2 separate regions of the Hordeum vulgare genome follow, and region 2 is linked to region 1. The links are chromatin contacts, called in public Hi-C maps. All regions are on one chromosome and are shown on one strand. The core of a region is the stretch at or near the end of the contact, and the rest is flanking DNA. Distances in the headings are between cores, read along the strand shown. Region 1 holds the start of LOC123443895 (ATP-dependent zinc metalloprotease FTSH 9, chloroplastic/mitochondrial). Region 2 holds the start of LOC123443896 (probable polygalacturonase).

The links. A called contact is a pair of places that touch in the nucleus more often than the background predicts.
Region 2: a contact with region 1 is called in a Hi-C map of seedling, with 4 times the contacts expected there. The contact joins the promoter of LOC123443896 here to the promoter of LOC123443895 in region 1. A contact is called at or near these places in 3 of 6 Hi-C or Micro-C datasets (leaf and seedling) and 1 of 1 datasets of contacts at active chromatin or transcription factors (embryo).

What each region holds. Positions count from the first base shown.
Region 1 is chr3H:372,944,408-372,948,507 of MorexV3_pseudomolecules_assembly, forward strand. LOC123443895 (ATP-dependent zinc metalloprotease FTSH 9, chloroplastic/mitochondrial) reads right to left here and starts at 1,572. Exons shown (of 17, transcript XM_045120441.1): 1 at 929-1,572; 2 at 75-228. The coding sequence starts at 1,422.
Region 2 is chr3H:373,541,647-373,546,016 of MorexV3_pseudomolecules_assembly, forward strand. It overlaps LOC123443896 (probable polygalacturonase), which reads left to right and starts at 1,727. Exons shown (of 6, transcript XR_006630874.1): 1 at 1,727-2,454; 2 at 2,900-3,020; 3 at 3,283-3,457; 4 at 4,250-4,320.

The DNA.
Region 1 (4,100 bases), core at 322-2,821:
AGAGAGAGTATTAGACTTGAGACACTTATTTTGGGACGGAGGGAGTACACAATAGGCTTGCAAAGGAAACTTACCAGAGCTGGTAGGGTTGCTGAACGCCCAGACCGTTCATCTGGTAGGTAATCAGCTATAGCGTTGGTGAGAATAAGAGCTCGTAGGTATTCTGCAACCCCCTTGCTATCTACCGCATGACTTCTTTGCTCGATTCTTTTGATGACATCCTCTGGGCTGCCAAGATGGAATTTACAAACCACATCATTCTTTAAAATCTATATAAATAGGACACTGGACCATGCTGCAATGTGCAAAGAAAAACAAAAAGAACAAGTAACCCATTCCAATTAATTGCTACTCCATTTGTACCTAAATGTAGGACGTTTTGGCAGTTCAACGTCTTGCATTTAGGAACAGAGGGTGTATTTTAGTACTAGTATCAAAATATAGCAGGAAAAGTACATTGTACATTGTTCCACATCACATATGAATGACAGCATTATTTAGGTACCATCAAACCAAATGCCACTGAATTCGGCTATTTAGCTACAAATTTCATGATTTCCTAGATTTGAGATTCAGCAAGGCAATGATCCACCAAATGAATTGTCAATCACTGGTCATATTCAGGTTGAACTAGTGAACGTATTGACCAATGAACTTGATTGTACTAATATTAAATCGGTAAAAAGGAACATATTTATCAAGGATCCAATCCATTCAACATCAGAAAAGCTAGAATCAATGTCTTGTTAAAACTTTGTTGCCACCGTGTTATTAAGTAAGTCGATAGTCCAGCCCTATGGATTAGCAAGTAATCCCCTGATACTCAGCCACCAAGAAACACATTTTCCAAATGTCCCCAAAGCAGCGCCCATTTGAGTTGACTCGTCAGAAAACAGCAAAGAATTGTTCTCGTCGGCGAAAGGCGCACCTAAACTTGTTGAGCTCGTGGAGCAGCGCGCTCTGCTTGGCAGGGTCCTTGGGGTCGGCGTCGGCGTCATCGATCAAGCGCTGCAGGCGGCGGTCGGGACGCCAGAACGGCCACCAGCTCATCCAATCGCCAGACACCACCCAGTCGAAAAACCTCTTTACCGCGTCGACCACCGCGGCCGCGAAAGCCACGGCCCAAACCCTAGCCTTATCCACCAGGTCCTCCAGCTCCTCCTTCCCGTCGCGGGCAGCGGAGCCCGTCTCGACCTCCGCCTCCGGAGCGGCCGCCCCCGCAGCCGCGGCGGGAGGCTCGGGAGCGGGAGAGGGTGGAGTCTGGGGGCCGTCGGCGGCCAATGCGCGGAGGGAGAGCGGGGGGCGGCGGTGGTGGCAGGAGCGAGGGAAGGAGACGGAAGCGGGGGCTGGTGGCGGCCGGCGGCGATGGGGCAGGGGCGAGGGGAGAGCGCGGAGGAGGAGGGAGGCCTGGAGGGCGCTCATGGCGGTGGCGGCGGCGGTGGAGCGGGCGGCCGGCGCCGGCGAGGTGGGAGACGCGTGAGTCGTGACTTGCCGGGGAGGGAGGGAGGGAGGGGTTTCCCTGGGAGCGTTTTCTGTTTGTGTTGTTTTCCTTTTTCACTTCTCGGTGGGCTCCGTTTCGATTCTAGTGGACACGAGGAGTAGCCTTATCGCCAGCGAGCACACGGAGGCGGTTCGGTCGTTGGCAGCACTCACGCGGAACCGTTGGTTCGGAGGCGAGCGACGTGGACGGACGGCTCAGCTTCAAGGGCGATGTCGTCGATGGGACTCCTTGGCCTCGTGGTCGTGGGCTCTGGGTCGGTGCTGGATTTGAGCTCGGCTTGCCACTCTCCTTCAAGCAAGGGACCAGATTCTCTCTCTCATGCACGCATGGACAAAGCAACATATGAAGAAACGAAAATCTGCTCTCAAAGGAGAGGGAACTCCAAGAGCAACTCCAATTTTGCGTGTCCGTTTGGATCATCGCAGACACAAAATACAGCCCGAAGCATCGATTTAGGCGGATACGCGTTCGTTTTTGTCCGCCCGCGTCCCATTCCACGGTTAAATTTGGATCGGATTAGTGTGACCGCGGACACGGGACACACGTGCGGGACGTCCGCCCTTCTCCTCCGCATGGCCCGTTCGTCGATGGCACAACGCCACTATTTCCCTTCAATTTCCCAAAAACCTCCCGCCCACTCGCACGTTATGGACGACAACGCGTCGACCATCAACGCCGCTACAGGCCTTGCCTCCGGCGGTCCCGTCTCTGTCAAGGATGGATGCAAAGGACCGGTGACGACCAGGAAGAAGAAGGTTTTGACGCCTGAGGAGCGCACCGTCCAATCGGCGAGGAGGAAGCACCGCCGGCATGAGCAAGAGGCCAGGGAGGAGGCCGCGGCCGCATCCAGCATCACCGCCGCCATAAATCGGGAGGCCGAAGCCGCGAAGAACCACCAGATCATCGCTGCCGCCATGAGGCAGACCCTGCCATGCTAGGGTTGAACCGAGGCCGACACGGGCTCGTCGATGTCGTTGTGTCCGCGGCCAGCACCAATGCATCGTTGCCGCTATCGTCGTGCATCTCCACCGCGTCACAGGGGCAAGGCTTCGAATGGCATCACCCGCAAACCTCCCGGTTGTCCAACTCTACGGGCTTTGGTTCGCCGAAGGTGACCATGGCCGTGCCTGCCACGCTTGTGCTGCGGCCATCGATCTCAACGCGATGCTTATGAGGGTGGATCGTCCTCTGGGGGTGCGTGCAAACGGCCTCGCTAGCTCCCAGCCGACGCCCTGGGGAACACCCGCAACCTGTTCGATAGAATGCGATCTCCAGAAGATGAGGCCAACCGCATGTTCATGGAGAGCCTCGTCTATGAAAGTGGTGGCGACGGCATTCCCTTTGATCCCTATGAGACTCAAAGCTAGGATGGTCGCACCCCTTTCATGACCGGGCACGATGGCATTGGGTACCCGTTTGGTGAAGACATGGTCGATCCCCTCATGGAGGACCAACTCGGCTTGGGCAGCTCTTTCCCGTTTGGTCATGAGTTCCCGCAAGTCTAGGGCCTTGATGAAGAGGATGAGGAAGTGGACATCGATGTAGAGCCATTGTTCGATGAGCTCCCCGCCCAAGGCAATGCAAAGAAGATGCGGAAGAGCAAGCGAACCAAAGAATACACACAAAATGAGGAGAAACTCCTTTGTGAATGTTGAAAAGACGAAGGGCAAGGAATATGTGCTTAGACCAATGACCCTAAGGCAAGTCATCATCGACAAACAAAATACATCCCATCATGGAGACAAAAGTGAGAGAGCGAACCATCTAAAAGAGAGTGAGCGCCAACCTGAGTGATTCCATGATGAGAGACAAGAGGGATCTAGTTCTTTTAGCCACAAAAAGAGACTTGAGGGATGTGAGTGGGAGCCCATCACCCATTCTTCACTTTGTACTTGTGTGCAAAGATGAGGTCGTAAGGACTAATGCTTCACAACATCTACCTCTTGTGTTGTCTCGTCTATTGCAGGAATTCCAAAACGTCTTTCCCGACGAGCTACCTCCGGGACTACCACCAAAACGAGGGATTGAACATCGCATCGACCTCATACCCGGAGCACCGCTTCCTAACAAGGCACCTTACCGCGTCAACCCCGACGAGACCAAGGAGATACAAAGGCAAGTTCAAGAACTCCTAGATAATGGGCATGTACGTGACAGCCTAAGTCCTTGTGCGGTTCCGGTAATTCTTGTTCCTAAGAAAGAAGGTAGTATGCACATGTGTTCGGATTGCCGCCCCATAAATGCTATCACCATTCGTTATAGACATCCTATACTTCGCCTTGATGATATGCTAGATGAACTTAGTGGTGCCACTATATTTTCCAAAATTGATTTAAAAAGTGGTTACTATCTTATACACATACAAGAAGGTGATGAGTGGAAAATTGCGTATAAAACCAAATTTGGTCTATATGAATGGCTAGTGATGCCTATGGGCTTATCCGAAGCACCAAGTACTTTCATGCGTGTCATTCATTATGTCTTGCGCCATCTCGTAGGTGATTGTGTTGTGGTATACTTTGATGATATTCTTGTTTTTAGCAACACACTACAGGAGCATGCTAAACATGTTAGGGAAGTATTGCAAGTCCTTAGAAAT
Region 2 (4,370 bases), core at 477-2,976, 600 kb after region 1:
AAAGTTCTGCAATGACATCTTCTCATCTGCTCTGAATGTCTCCACATACCTGGCAGCTAGATATTTTGCTGTTAATTGCTTCAGTGCCCACTCTCTTTCACATGTATGTTCTCCCACATACTTCTTCACAACCCAAGAATTTGTCCTGCTATCAGGTGCAGCAAATAAGAACCAGGGACAATCACCAACACAGCCAGCCCTAACCCTCTGCTTATCATTTTTAATGTATTGTATTTGCACTCTTTGTTTCACAATGTACTCTTGAATTGCTGCCCTCAATTCTGTCACTGTCAAGAACACCATGCCTATGTGAAAATTCACTTCCTTCATATTCTCTGGCCTCCACCTTTTGAGCTTCACTTTCTTCTTCCTTGTTTTCCTTCCTTGAGCATCAACTACTTCCACTTCTTCTGCTGAATCACTCTCTTCAAGCTCTGAATCTTGCAACTCTTGCAGCTCATCAGATTCATAGTCACTGTCCTGCTCCAATTTGGATTTCTTCTTTTTCTTCTGCTCAAACTTGTCATCCACCCATTCTTCATAAAGATCATCATCATCTTTACCTACTTCATTGTCAGAGTCAACCCAGTCCGAATCCCACTCACTGTCATCACTGTCACTTTCCTTTTCATTACAAATTTCTTCTTCTACCACAAGCTTTCTCCTACTTCTTCTGAGCTCATGACCAACAATTTGTGCCATTGGTGGAACACTGCTACTGCCTACATGGCTGCTACCTCCATGACACTGGTTCAGATTGCCTTTCTGAGCTTTGACCTTAAACCTAGGACTGCCCCTAATTCCAGTATTAAACTGAGGAGACTTAGGGCATAGTACAGCAGGAAGATCAGGTGTACCACTAACATGAATGTCATCAATTGCATTGTCAAATGTCATGTCTTTATGGTCCACAAACAACTGAAAATACTGAAATTTTGGAACAACTGCTGTCATGTGCAATGTGTCAGTGTCGCAGTCCACAATCCGGAGACCATCAGCTAGATTTTTTCCAGGGAGCAACCAATACAAAGTGAAGTTCGATTGGTCACTGTATCCTAATTGTTGCATAAAATCAGTGAGCCAGAGAGGAGACCATGTACCTACTTCACATCCATCAAACACAGCATCTTTGCCATCAACATATGACTTTGACATGCCAAATCCGCAAAAAAACCATCATAATTGATTTCTACACTGAAAAGCTCCTCTTGTGGTCCTAGATTGCAAAGGATTCGGTCACTGATTAGGGTTACGAGCACCTAACAGGGGAGAGATTGGGATTAGGGTTAGGAGCTGTTACCATATCGCGGAGGAGGATCTCCGGGTCGCCGTAGATGTGGCGCCATCCTAGCGTCGCCGTCGCCGCCACCGCCGTCAATCCCCTGTTTTCGCCGGACAGGGAGATGGAGAGGTGTGGGGAAAAGGAAGAGGGACCGCGATAGAAAGTGATTTAGGGTTACAGGTGTTTTTTGCAAATATACACGACCGGTCGCTACCCCGCCCGGGCCCTCTGGTGTCGATGTGGCACTGGTCAGCGGCGGTCAGACGAGATTAGGACCTCGGATGAACAACTTAAAAAGATATGGGACTCAGATATGCATTTTGAAAGAATTAGGACCCAAGTGACACTTTCAGAAAAGAATTAGGACCGCGCTTGCATTTAACTCAAAAAAAATCTTGGAGGGGAGGAGAGGGGAGGGGTGCCGATCCACCACGCCGACAAACATACGCCCTATACACGACGCATGTCGGTCTCCGCACCGGACCGGCCGGCGTCGTCACTGCCCTCAACGCACATGCGCGTGCGAGCTCCCACTCCCACCCCCGTCCCCCATCCCCCTTCCCCTTCTTCTCCGCTCTACTCTTCCCCTTGTCTGTCTCCCCGCCAAGCATATACAATCTCGCAAGTCGCAACCATAGATCGGTTATTAGTTTATTACCCTCCACGTGAATCCACGCGGAAAATTGCCCGCGGCAACTTTTCCGGCGGATTTGGTTTCCCTTTCTGCCTTGGCATCCACTCCTTGCTGGGTGAGTGCACCTCAGCTTCTACTCTAGTCTAGATACAATATTATTCTACAAAGACGAGGAGATCGATCCAAGATGCTATACATGGCGCCAAAGTGGCGGTGCCTGCTGGTCGTGGCCGCGGCCATCGCCGCGGTGCTGTCGGCGGCGGGCGGCGCCGGGGCGCAGGAGACGTGCTCGGGTGCGGCGCCGGCGCCGCCCAAGCGCGGGGCCTGGATGTCCATTGCCAGCTTCGGCGGCGCAGGCGACGGCCGCACGCTCAACACGGCGGCGTTCGCTGCCGCCGTCGCCAGCATCGCGCGCCGACGCGCGCGGGGCGGGGCGCTGCTCTACGTGCCGCCCGGGGTGTGGCTCACGGGGCCCTTCAGCCTCACCTCACACATGACCCTCTTCCTCGCGCGCGGCGCCGTTATCCGCGCTACGCAGGTCACACCTCCTGCTTCCCTCTCCCGACCGCCATTGTTCGTGTGGCCTATTAACGGATCTTCACCAAATATTGCAGAATGCAGAGTATTCATAATAGTAGCTTCCAGTTTCCTTGTTCTGTTACTATTACTATATAAGATAACAAATTGTTTCGTTCAGATTTCAGATCTCTTGGGTTCTAGCTTAATTCAAAGAACAGGAAAACATGGTCTTTATGGTTTGCCATGTCTCAGGGTGGTTTATTAGAGTTGAAAAACAACACATTGGTCTTGATGTTTCACTCTGTTAGTGTTATATTCCCGTGTTGCCACTTGCGAGAGACGATTTCTTAGTTGACATGTGACCTATGTCTTCTCATCTTCTATCGATGTCTAGCTCATCCAGTTATGGGTGATGTAGAGGTAAAAAACAGTTGGATATCTTTGTGAAATCTTTTTTTTAGCAGGACACATCTAGCTGGCCGCTGATCGACCCGCTGCCCTCATACGGGAGAGGGCGCGAGCTGCCCGGCAAGAGATACATCAGTTTGATCCATGGCAATGGACTTCAGGATGTTTTCATTACAGGTTCTCATTCTGCATTATTAAATTTATCATACTTGATTTGGCTAGTGACATCACCATGGGGTTTATCGTAGAATGTCTCAGCCTGTTATACTGAAGTAAACAAGGTTTAAATTTGGCATCATGCTAGTGACGCCATGCATTAGCACGTGCTACAAGAATATGCCACTGTGGAAACCTGTAGAATGTCCTTCTTCATATAGATCTACCCTTGCCTTCATCTAGATGATGATTGTTTTCGTGGTTGGAACTGTTATTTGTGCAGGTGAGAATGGCACCATCGATGGGCAAGGTAGTGTGTGGTGGGACATGTGGAAGAAGGGTACATTGCCCTTCACAAGACCCCATCTGCTCGAGCTGATGGACTCGTCGAATGCTATTGTCTCCAATTTGGTTTTCCAGGATTCGCCATTTTGGAACATCCATCCAGTTTATTGCAGGTGGGAACATCCATTTAATTCTCTATACCTAAATTCACAAATTCTGTGTTTGCTCCTTGTGGATTCGACAAGGAAGACCACTAGTCAGTTTTGCAGAATTGGGTTCTGCAGCGCACCTTCATCTTGCAGTGCAATGGCTTACCTTATTTGGGAATCGGGACAACTTGCTTTCAACAGTACTGCAGTTATATATAGCAGTACAAGGATCCACCATTGCACAGCATCTCCATTTGCACCATCGCAAATTGCACATGAACTCCAGCCTGTGTTCCTGTCCTGTCATAACGGGACTAAAATCCCCAAATTGTATGTTTGCTCCTTATGGATTCAACGAGGAAGACCACTAGCCAGTTTTTCAGAATTGGGTGCTGCAGTGCACCTTCATCTTGCAGTCCAATTGCTTTAGCTTACTTGGGACAAATTTGCTTGCTTTTAACCGTACTGCAGTTATATAGCACTAGCAGGATAAGGATCCATGGTTGTACCGCCGCTCCAGTCTCTATTAGCACCATCACAAATTGCACATAAACTCCAGGCTAGGTTCCTGGCCTGTTATATAATTGATAATATTACTGCATTAAACTGGAGCAAACAGTGAAGTGTAGTGAACTATATAGCCAAGGTACAGAAGCTGCCAAACAGTACCATACAAGATTGGCACTTTAACGTAGCCTCCAAAGTTTGTTTGTTTTAGTTGTTGCTACTTGCTAGCAAAACTTGTGGTCCAGCTCTGCATTTATTATTGTCCCAGCTGAGACATAAATGTCTACATCATCTGTTTTGTTTGTGCAGCAATGTGGTGATCAGAAATTTGACTATACTGGCTCCACATGACTCTCCCAACACTGATGGAATTGATCCAGGTACAAATGCTATTTTCCTTTCTCACCGACAATATATACATGCTAAAATG